Regions from separate parts of the Mus musculus genome. Here region 2 is linked to region 1. The links are chromatin contacts, called in public Hi-C maps. All regions are on one chromosome and are shown on one strand. Each heading gives the region's core, a stretch centred on a gene start, on an enhancer-like site or on the middle of the called end of the contact. The rest is flanking DNA. Distances are from core to core; before and after follow the strand shown.

Region 1 (5,581 bases), core at 873-3,372:
TGAACTTGAAAGAAATGTGACAATAAAACCTGTTATTATGCATAAATAAAATGCTAACAGAACTATGAAAACTAAAAACATCCTTTGCAGTTAATATTCTAAATCTTTATAAACAGGTTTTATCTTCACCTAGGAATTATAACTTTGAGGGGTTTGTTGTTACCTTATATTGTTTACTTTTTAAGCAGGGTCTCATGTAGCCCAGGCTGGTCTAAACTCATTCTGTACCTGAAGATGGCCTTGACCTCTTTTATGAAAATATATATATTTTATTATCATTATTATCCTCTCTCTCTCTCTCTCTCTCTCTCTCTCTCTCTCTCTCTCTCTGTGTGTGTGTGTGTGTGTGTGTGTCCATGATGTGAGTAAGTGGGTGCTTGTGCCATGGTGTACATTCAGAAGTCAGAGGACAAGTCTGTGTAATCTATTCTCTATTTCCATCCTTACATGGGCCAAAGGGACTAAACTCCAGTTACCAGACTTTGAACGGTAAGTCCTTTTGCCATCTCACTGACCTGACCTTGTGCATGTACAATGGTAGGTGCAGCGTTGGGCAAGAATAATGGATATAAAAGCCATACCACTCACCTCCAAACTGGAAGCCCCAAGTGTTAGCCACATTAGAGCTCAAAACTCCCCTTCTGTCCATTCTTGCTCTCCTTTCCCCATAGGACTGGAGGAAGGGTGCTAACTCTCCATTTACCTCCTTACATTCAAAACTAGAGATTCGAGCTCTCTTCCTCAGAGAACACACTCTGTAACAGATTCTGAGGAAGAAAAAGAGGACTGACTTGCTCAAGGTCACACTGCTACTAGAAGCAAAATGGCAGCAGGACTCAGACAGCCTGACTTCCTCCCCTGGAGCCCTCACTGTACTATACACAAACACCTCCCAATCACTGGCCAAATGGACCATGGTTTAAGGCCTAAGACAAACTTGCTCTAACCAGCAAGAAGCTGATTTCACAGTCTGGTTTCAACTCTCAAGCAAAATGTTTTCAGAAGTAATTCAGCTAAACATTAGAAAGAAAACGTTTTACACTCTCAGGCTACTGAAATGTCTACATGTTTGGCCTGAGGAGAAAAATCTGCCCAAGGGAAACAATGAAGTCTCTGATCAAGGCTGGATCCAAGAAGGACAGAGGCAAGTACAGCAGGGAAGACTCCACTCCTGGCCAAGTTCTGAAGAAGGTGCATGTGAGGCCAGCTCCTGCCTGCGGCTGTCTACGCTAACCCCAGGTCTCGGCTACCCTCTGCATTCTGTGCAAATCAGAGCTGGGCTAATAGTCTTCAGTCTGGGAGGCAAGGCAGAATGTATGGATTCTTAATTTATCCACTCTGTCTGAGCACACTAGTCAGTCCTCATGGAGTTCTCTAAGACTTACAAGTAGACATTCTTTAAAGAGGTCCTATAAACTGTTAACTTTCTCCTAATTTAGCTAACATGACTCAAAGATCGATGTTCATTTTGTGAGAACAAGAATGGAATTATCAAGGAAAAGACTAGCCAGATGAGAGCTCTTTTTCACCCTCTTACAAATAGTCTGTGGGATGCTTGTCTGGTTTCTCATTATTTAGGAATCCCAGTCCCAAAATCCAGTGGCACATTTCTGGTTGCATTATAGTAAGTTTCTTCATGTATTTGATTGACTATAGACAGCACAGTCGCACTTAAAAATTAGCTTCAATTAGAAGCTATTAAACAATTGTATGCCAGCATTATAGTCAAAACCCCACTTGTGACTAGTTCCTCTCTTGGCATCCACAATTTCTTTTCCTTCCCCTAAATTCAAGCTGTGAACTGAAGTTCTCTAAGGGTGCCATATCTGTGCTGGAGAGTGTGCAGACAGACTGACAGACGACTGACTGAGTGACTGACTAGAATGTTGTAACTGTGGAGAGAGGGGATGTTGAAGATTAAGAGACAAAATTATCTCGGGCTATCTTTAGCTTTCTTAAGATCCACTCACTCCCAAACCATGTCTTTGACCTCACCATCTTTCTGACTATTAGTAAAACCTTTGGAATGTGCTACTCAGCAGATCTCCACCAGCCCTAAAGCTATGAATGTTAAAAGATAACATCTGGGCTGAGGCGATGACTCATTTGGCACAGCACTTGCCACGCCAGCATAAGGAGCTGAGTTTGGATCGCCAGTCCCAACATAGAAAGCTGAGCAGGGGAATGTACTAGCTACTCAATCTAGCCAATCAGCAAGCTTCAGGCCTAGTGAGAGACTCTGTATTTAAAATGAGGTGGGGAAGCCAGGCATGGAGATGCACACTTTAATCCAAGCATTCTGGAGGCAAAAGCAGACAGATTTCTGTGAGTTTGAGGTTGGACTGGTCTACATACAGAGTTCCAGGCAACCTGGTTACACAGTGAGACCCTGTCTTAGGAAGGAAGGAAGGAAGGAAGGGAGGGAGGGAGGGAGGGAGGGAGGGAGGGAGGGAGGGAGGGAGGGAGGAAGGAAGGAAGGAAAGAAAGAAGATGAGAAAATGGTGGAGTGTGATTAAAGAAGAAATCTGACATCAACGTGTGATCATTACACAGAATGGCACATAATAGAACATACAGACACAGCATGGACACACATACACACATAGATACACACGTAGACACACATACAAACACACAGAGAAACACTCAGACACACAAACACGCACATAAATATATATACACACACACATACACATAAAGACTCATACAAACACACACACACAGAGAGAGAGAGAGAGAGAGAGAGAGAGAGAAACATGACATCTGAGAGAGAGAGAGAGAGAGAGAGAGAGAGAAACATGACATCTGAAAACTATAGAAGAGATTGCCCTGATGTGTTGTACCTCACCAACCTGATCTCCCACCAATGTATTTGATTTATGAGTTTTCTTTTTGTTCTACCACTATGAAAGCTCATACAACCTCTTCCACTTTAGAGCATGCCATTCAAGGTGACCCTAATCTTTGTTCACAGGCCATCATGATCAAATCCATTATTTCCTTGGAGCAAGCACTTCGTGGTGCATCTATAAAGCCCTTCACCAATGCTGGGATCATTTCACTGTCTCCTGTTGCTGCAGCACTTCATCACTGGCTTTTTCTAAAGAGTGGAATTTATTGCCAACTTTCATCACCGTCACAAGAAATCTTCCTATTACAATCTTTGGATCCAGACCAATCAAATTAGATTCACTCATGGTAAGACCAAGTGAGCTGCATCCAAACAGGTTTCCTAGCTAATTGTAATGCACTCAAAGGACAGAAAGTCCCTCTCTTACAGAAGAAAACCTGAACTCTTATCATAGCATATAAGGCCATTAATGTTATCGACCCAGTGTATCTTAACTAATCTATCTATTAAGACAGAATACATATACTATGCTCGAGATCTCTATTTTCAATTGCTGAAACTATGGCCTCTTTCAATACATTTGGTGGTGCACATCTGGAATCCCAGGAGGCTGAGGCAGGAGGATGGCAAGTTCAAGGCCAACCTGGACTAGAGAGTGAGTTCCAGGCCATTCTGGGCAACTTAGTCTCTCTCTCTCTCTCTCTCTCTCTCTCTCTCTCTCTCTCTCTCTCTCTCTCTCTCTCTCTCTCTCTCTCTCCCCTCTCTCTCTCCTTATATATGTATGTGTGTGTATATATGTGAGTGTTATATATGAAATATATATTTATATATAACAAATAGAAAATAGATATTTGTATGTCTATAAAGAAGCACAAATACATATTATTGCCTGCAGAGAGCAGGGAGTAATAGATAAAAGAATCAGGCATAGATTCAAGAACCTTCATTGTACAACTTCTTATATAAATAGTATAAAATGTATCAACAACAAAAGTTAAAGATAAAATATCTCAGTTTTCAAAATTAGAGTAACATAAATTTTATTTCCCAAGGCTTCTCCATTAATAAACCCACTATTTATGCCATTTATGGTGTTATCTTTGATTATGGTAGTTGGAAGAGTCTATCTTTTCATGAGTACACATACACACATACACATAAAAGTTTAAATGTAGCTCCTGCACATGAGGGAAAATATTAGCTGTCTTTATGAGTCTGGTTTCTTGTGCCTAGCATGATTTCTAGTGGCATCCATTTCCCCACATCCTCTGGGTCGATAGAGCATGGTTTTTGTATTTGCTCATCTTTTGACAAGGAATCACTTGTGTCTCCTCCACAGTGACTTGTTTTGCACATTTGACCTCTGTACTTTTGTCCCCCTGATTGTCCAGGGTTGATGCTAACAGTGATACATTAGATGGTAAGGACAGGGGCTGGAGTAAGATGAGCGAAGGGATGCTCGACTTTGTAGCCCATTTACATAGTTAATCATCAGAGACTGAGTACACAGGAAACACCGAGACACTGTGGACACCCGCTTACCCAGACTTCCTGCCTCCCTCAATAAGGGTGGAGGGGTCTAGGAAGGGCAGTTGGCAGGTGCTGTCACCACAGATGAAAGCAACACCTGGAGTCAGAGGACCAGGTTTTCTGGTCTGGCTCAAAGGGGAAGCAGTTTGGGGGCATTATTATGGGTATTGATGTGAGCTTTACCATATAACATAATTCTCTTCAGGAAAATCGAAGACAAAAAAAAATAATGTAAACTAGAATGTGTTCTGTCATTCTTATTTGTAAATGTTACTTTAAAATTCATCTCTGTGCATTCCTTGTTTATATAAACAATGTTGTCACTTCTTATACTGTATCCCACATCCATCAACTTTTCTACCTCCTTTTTATTAATGACCCTTAAACACCAATTGCCTCAGAGGAAGCTATCAGAGCTGGGGAGATAACCCAGTGAGTAAGAGCACACACTGGGGTGGGTGGGGGACTTCAAGTATCCTTTGAGTTTTAGTACCTAGTATGTGGGGATCAAGACAAATGTAAAAATATTTATCAAGTTCATGGGTTTTTTTTAGGGGAATCCAATTCCCACCTGCTGTATTCTAGCTCCTTCTCATTTGATCCTTTGGTAAGGAACCAGTATACAGAAACTTCTTCCTAACTGACCAATTCTTTGATCTTTCAACTCAACATAAACACCAATATTCTTATTCTAGATTGGCATTTTAAATAGAAACAACAGAGAAAGCCTTTATATGTGAATCCATTTTAGTATCTCACATATAATATCCTTCTATGTTGGCAAACCCATATGGGCACTGGAATTTGCCCAAATCTTGTGACTTTTTTTAGATGAATGTCTGAAATCTTAAGTTTAATTTCCTAGTGTTTGTAGGCCCATAGATCATGTTCTAACTATTGTCAGCAAGATGGACCAGCTGATGGGTGCATCCACATTGTGTCTGGTTGTCAGTGTTCGCTTTCAAGGGCCAGTAAAACTCTGGAGAAATACAGAGTATTTACTTCATATTTAAAGAGAAGTAAAACTACTGGACAGATCTCAGGCTGAAAATCAGACAAAGCTGGGATTTGGTTTACTAAGACTACAGCTCATGCCAAATTTTATTTTCCCATAACTGAATCCCAGTCTTGGCTGAAAGAGCTACAAGCCTTTCTCATGAGGGTAACCTGGGACACAGGGAGGGAAGGGCCTTCCAGGAA
Region 2 (5,581 bases), core at 1,008-3,507, 630 kb after region 1:
AAAGCTCAACTATCACCGGCTGAATTTGGTGGGGCAGCTCCTGATGTTCACAGGGGACCGGTGTGATGTATGTCAGATAGTGAAAGTGCACGCCCATTCTGCTTGCACTAACCCACCCCATCTGGTCTTGTACAACGCAGAGGTCCCCAGTGTGCCTCAGGAGTAGGAGCTTTCTTATACACGCTGCCTGATGACTCAACTCACCAGCTGCTCCAACCTCAAGACTGCTGTCACCTCCAGAAGCAACCCGTCACCACATGCCAAACAGCAGTGAGGCGAACGTCTGAAAGTCCTGGACTAGAATCTTCATGGGACCCTCCATATCATTCAGGTCAGCCAGGGGCGGCAGGGAGATCTTGTCTGATGGGGTCACCCATAACCCAGCGATGGCTTTGAGGAGAAAGGACAAGGGACTTCTTCAAGGGAGTGTTTGGGAGTTGGGGATGGATGGCCACTCATTTGCTACTAAAGGCTAGAGGGCCAGGAGGCCTTCCCAGTATGGTCTGACTCCAACACTCTAACTGTGGTCCTCAAAGGCTGAAGAGAAAGCGCATCCTCTATTCCAACGGAAGAAGCCTATTTGCTCTCTGTTTTTGAGATTCAGGGCTATTCGCAGAGTCTCTCTGCCCCTCATCACATGGGGGCCTCTCTGATCCTCTGTTCTGTCAGGTCTTAATTAGGGATTGGTTCTTATCAGTCACCAGGAAGCCATGCATGTGCACACGTCACCATAGTAACTGTCTACGCCCACAAAACTTGTTCATGGCCGGGGGGGGGGGGGGGTGCTACCCCTGCCCATAGCTCCCTCTCTACCTACGTCTAGCAAATCCACCAGGACTTAGTTGGGGCACTTGGTACTTCAGAGGATGAGTTGGCGTTTCTTAGCTTCCCCGGGGGTGCATGCTCCTGCCATGAGGACCCTAGACCCTGTCTCTAGGACATGAAATTCTAAAAGACCATCAGCTCCAAAGCCAGGCCAGTCGTCATGAAAACAAGGTTTGGTTGGATCGTGAGGTAGAACACAGCCTGGCTAGAGAGAGCCGGGCATCCCTTTGTGTTTTGTGTGTACGTAGCTGATGGCTACAAGTCGAGTGCTTTGAAGTCTAATGCCTTTGGTCCCAACATAGATGAATTGTAAGGGTCCTCCCCTTCCAGGGCCAGTGTGACCAGCTATAGGTAGAGAGTAGCGCAGGACTGCATAGTGAGTCTAGATTTTAATGTCGCCTACGTTTTCCCCTCACAGGGCCCCAGTGCTGTTTAGGTCTTGTACCAGTTGAAGAAGTAGACAGTTCTGACTCCTGCCAAGTGGGTGGAGGAGACTGGAGTTCCCAGCATCCATCAGGGACCTACACAGGACAGGAACGTGGGATGCGGTTCTCGCCTAGCCCATCAGTTCATGTGTCCTTTGAAACACCACCTCCCACAATTTAGGCCGAAGCTAATATCCCAGAAAGACTATATATTGTTTGTTTGTTTGTTTGTTGACAGAGAAAAATTGGTATTTATTTTTCTATTATAGCCATATTTATATATTTATGCACTTGTAAATAAATGTATATGTGTTTCTATAATTCTGGAGAGATATGGAATCCTCCCCTTTCTGGCACAAGACAGAAAGCAAGCAGCTGAGTAACTGGAGACCAGTGGAAATGAGTATCATAGATGGTCAGGCTGCAGATGGATCCCAGAACCTGCAGCTACCACGGACACCAGGAGGCCCTCGGGCCACTTGGTGGAAGGACCCTAAGCACACTGTTCATGAAGAACACAGGGATAAAGCAAAGGCCATCATGCCGCAGACTGGAGCCACCTGGAAGCCACTCCAATTTGGTGGCACAGGACAGGTTTCCAAGATGTCACGAGAAAAGCCCCAGATGTGTACAGCACTCTAAGCATTAACAGTCTCCCAGAATCAATAATCGGTGGCAACATATCTCTGTAAAAACAAACACTGTAACTTCTAAATAAATGTTTAGTCTTCCTTGTAACCTTCATCTTAGTCACGAGTGAGTCAGCGTTTTCTTTAGACGTCCGGCGTCCCGTCTTTGAGTGGCTGCAGTAAAGCCCTGCTCGAGATGATTTCCAACCCATCAGAGATAAAATCTGGGAACAGTCGCAAATATTTTTCATATTTTTTTGTCTCTTTAAACAATGAATGCTGAATTTGGATTCATGTAACATGACACTACAAACTGCTTACTCCAAGAAGGAATACACAGACAGGAAGCAAATTCACTGTTCTCTTGCCGGACTGGAGGTGAGCATCTGCCATATTGAAGGAATGAAGTGAATTCTTCTTGTGTAGGGATGTGTGTGTGTGTGTGTGTGTGTGTTTTAAAAGACCAACTATTGCTTCCAAAACACCATTTAGCTTAGTACTATGCCACCCGTTAACACGTGGTCCCTAGTAGGTTCCTTTCATTCTAAAGTTACCATTGCTGGAGGAGTTGACTCATTTCAAGCCAACATTTATTTAATGTTGTTCCACAAAAAGATCATTCATAGGGGTAAGTGTGTGAGCGTGCATTCGTGCGTGTGTGCGTGCGAACTTAAAACTTTTATGTGTGGCACAAGACTTAATAAGAAACTGAACATTTTAATGCAAGTCTTCACACATTTTGAGTATTCATTGTGCGGGGAGGGATTGTATATTTCAGGAAAATGAGGAGTTGGAATTCAGCCTGACACATTTAATCTTATTAAGAGTTGTATCAGACTGCTTTTCCAAGAATTTGCTAAGCAGGATCTAAGGTAGACTGGGATAAGGCCGCCATCTGCTGGTGGAAAGGAGTACTGCACCTAGCCATCGGTAGCCTTGCATCCGTTTTTCTACAAAGACGGCTAATCTGAATAAGAACTGTCCTCAAAATGCAGCATGATTTTCAGGAAGGTAGTGGCTTTTAACGTGTTTATAGAAATAAGTGTAAGGAACATGGAAATTATAAGAGCGTGAGGTCTAATCCTGCAAGGGAAGAAGTAAGATATGTGATTTCAAACACATACTGAAGCCTTTAGCGGTCACTTCCAGGAGAGGAATGGGCAGAGCTAATGCTTGCAGTCTTTGCTAATGCAGCTCAAATCTGAGCTGTAGTTAACTTGACAGGCTGTTGGAAGCTTGTTTTATTTTTGTAAAACCTAATTTTGCCTTCTACCTCTCCGTGACCTAAAGTAAATGTCAAAATGGGTTTTGGTGTGCGCCACTAAAAGCAACGTATAGACACCCTGCTTACTGTACTCTTTCAGGATGGTCAGACGCTGAAGGGAGTTGTCCAGGCTCCCTAGGATCCTGTTTCCCAAGTCTGCTACCAGATCCTGAGACCCACAGACCTCTAACCTCTAGCTCAATAACTTGTTTTTAAAGCTAAGTTTTGAGGCAACTTTTTTACGCATGAATGAATGAGCAATGAAGGCTATGATTAGCACCTGTTTGCCTTCATCAATGAAAGGCATAGCTGAGTGGAGAGACGGAGTTACTTCAATCTACTTCATACCGTATGAGGCAACGACTGATTGCTTTTTTGTTTGTTTGTTTGTTTGTTTGTTGCAACAGGGTTTCTCTGTATAGCTCTGGCTGTCCTGGAACTCACTTTGTAGACCAGGCTGGCCTCGAATGCCTCTGCCTCCCAAGTGCTGGGATTAAAGGCGTGCGCCACCACGCCCAGCGACTGATTGCTTTTTAGGTGGCCTTGCCCTTAATCTGCCTCCCTTTACATGAGCAATACAAAAATCCAGAGGCAGACTCTTCATGCTGTGTTGGTATGCACAAACACTACTACCATGTCCAACATGAACCATGGGTTAGGCTTAGGATATTCTTTCAAGGAAAACCGTACTACCTACCAACTCACCAAAGTAGACAGGGAACATGCAGATACATGAATGTGTTAGAATTATATCAGAAAAAACCCAAACAGGCCCAAGAACATACCTAATACACTTCGACCTTCATCTGGACACCATAAAAAGAAGAGTATCTAACACTGTGAGAGAACAGCCTTTAGCCAGTCATCTGACCCCCAGAAAATGTGCCAGGGATTGCTGACACACAAAGCATTCTAGAGGCTTCTACTATGATGCTGCCATTGGTCCATCTGGACCCAGCCCTGAGCCTTGCATCAAAAAAAGTCCAGCATTTCTGCTGCTAGTGTCAAACCTGAGCATTGCTTCCAGATAGCTAACTGGGCTCGATCATGTGGCTTGGATCATCTGGGCTTGGCTTCCAACTGGCCTCAATAGCGCCTAACCGTTTTAAAGGACTGCATTCATATCAGCGCCCTTGCTGCCTCTGGTTGAGGCCTCTCTAGGCTCTGTGGCCTCTAGCATCTTTGTATCCATTTGCAGATACGTGTGCTCACAAAGATGACATTTTACTGTGTGAAATGTAACCTGTGATCTGAGCTCTACTATTAGTGATCAAGAGTGTAGTCAAAGGCTACAAATACCAATAGCCAGCTGTGGGGGGAAATGAGGCTACTCCATAAATCACAGCCAATAAACCTGATGTGCCTTGTTCAATACACTCTGACACTCTGTGTGGAAGGGCGCAGACCTGTCTGTACATCGCTGGCGATTGTGTTCTCAGATGTGCAGTACAGAAACTCAGTAAGGACTCTTCAGCACAGCCCTCTGCCATAGCAGGGGCTTCTGGTAACAATTCACCTGGGAAATCAAAGTGTCACCGCTGGAGGGACACGACACCGAGTGTCAGGGAGATCAAGCTGTGAGGGGTGCAGCCATGAATTTCAATAAACCCTTCCCTGAGCTGGAGACTGCACTCTTGAGTTTAAAATGTCACCCACAGTCAAAAGCGACTGACTGTAAGAGTTAGAACCTAGGAGAGATGAAAATCTATTTTCTTCCCTTGTCTGGATCGGAACCAGGAAAGACTCAGGTGAAGCCTGACAGAAGGTAGAATTCTGCTGGAGCCGCCGAGAGCCGCTAGAGCAAAGCTTCCCTGACTGAGTTGTTTTGGAAAACGTGAGCCTCGGAATTGAGGAGTTTTCAGAAACTGGGTAAATCAGGGAGTCGCCTCTGCCAGCCCAACGCGAGCTGTTTCCCCGCGTCTGTCTGCATTTCCTCAGTCCCGAGCTTTGTGAAGTCAACAATAGCAACGCTTGCGTTTGCGTTTCGTATTCTAAGTTCTTATTGGCAGGATGGTTTGCCTTTTCTCTTATGTCCTTTCACAGACTGTTTAACACAAACAGTTTATTTTCTAAAGATCCAAGGACTAAGAAAAGGACGTTTCCTCATGGGTTGCTGAATAATAGTTTTTCTTGCCAATGGCTACATATTCGGAATACCAGAGAAACAGATTACTCTTCTGAAAACACATCTAACAGCTTGCTCTCTTGCAACCACGGGACTCGGCCTTCTTCATATCCAACCTAGGGTGAAAACGTCTAACTGGTCTCCTCAGCACAGTCACAAGTACAGTACAGGTCAGCGTCCCGGTGATTTCTAACCTGGGGAAATATTAAGTCACGGGGCAGGACCCCTTTTTTTAAGTTCACACTACGGTTCACTTTAAAGCGAGAGGATTGTTGTGGGTGACGGGGAAGTAGATCGGTGAAGTCCACTGGGC

The links. Hi-C and Micro-C count contacts between places; a contact is called where the count stands out from the background.
Region 2: a contact with region 1 is called in a Hi-C map of the G1E-ER4 cell line, with 3 times the contacts expected there. The contact joins two enhancer-like sites. A contact is called at or near these places in 9 of 484 Hi-C or Micro-C datasets (the G1E-ER4 cell line, brown adipocytes, embryonic fibroblasts and 5 more), 2 of 115 datasets of contacts at active chromatin or transcription factors (astrocytes and trophoblast stem cells) and 1 of 9 other capture datasets (embryonic stem cells).

The regions. Positions count from the first base shown.
Region 1 is chr16:45,107,207-45,112,787 of GRCm38.p6, reverse strand. All of the region lies in intron 3 of Ccdc80 (coiled-coil domain containing 80), which reads right to left. Among named protein-coding and RNA genes, the nearest start is that of Ccdc80, 16 kb to the right of the region's middle. Within about 2 kb of position 2,122, at least 99 of the 459 cell types and tissues checked have an H3K27ac peak or open chromatin away from gene starts, as enhancers often do. A contact at or near this core is called in the G1E-ER4 cell line and embryonic fibroblasts, where this site is marked.
Region 2 is chr16:44,481,462-44,487,042 of GRCm38.p6, reverse strand. Boc (biregional cell adhesion molecule-related/down-regulated by oncogenes (Cdon) binding protein) reads left to right here. Exons shown (of 19, transcript NM_172506.2): 18 at 141-331; 19 at 1,244-1,998. The coding sequence ends at 1,431. Cfap44 (cilia and flagella associated protein 44) reads right to left here. Exons shown (of 35, transcript NM_001033247.1): 35 at 4,615-5,581. Among named protein-coding and RNA genes, the nearest start is that of Gm30064, 46 kb to the left of the region's middle. Within about 2 kb of position 2,257, at least 19 of the 459 cell types and tissues checked have an H3K27ac peak or open chromatin away from gene starts, as enhancers often do. A contact at or near this core is called in the G1E-ER4 cell line and embryonic fibroblasts, where this site is marked.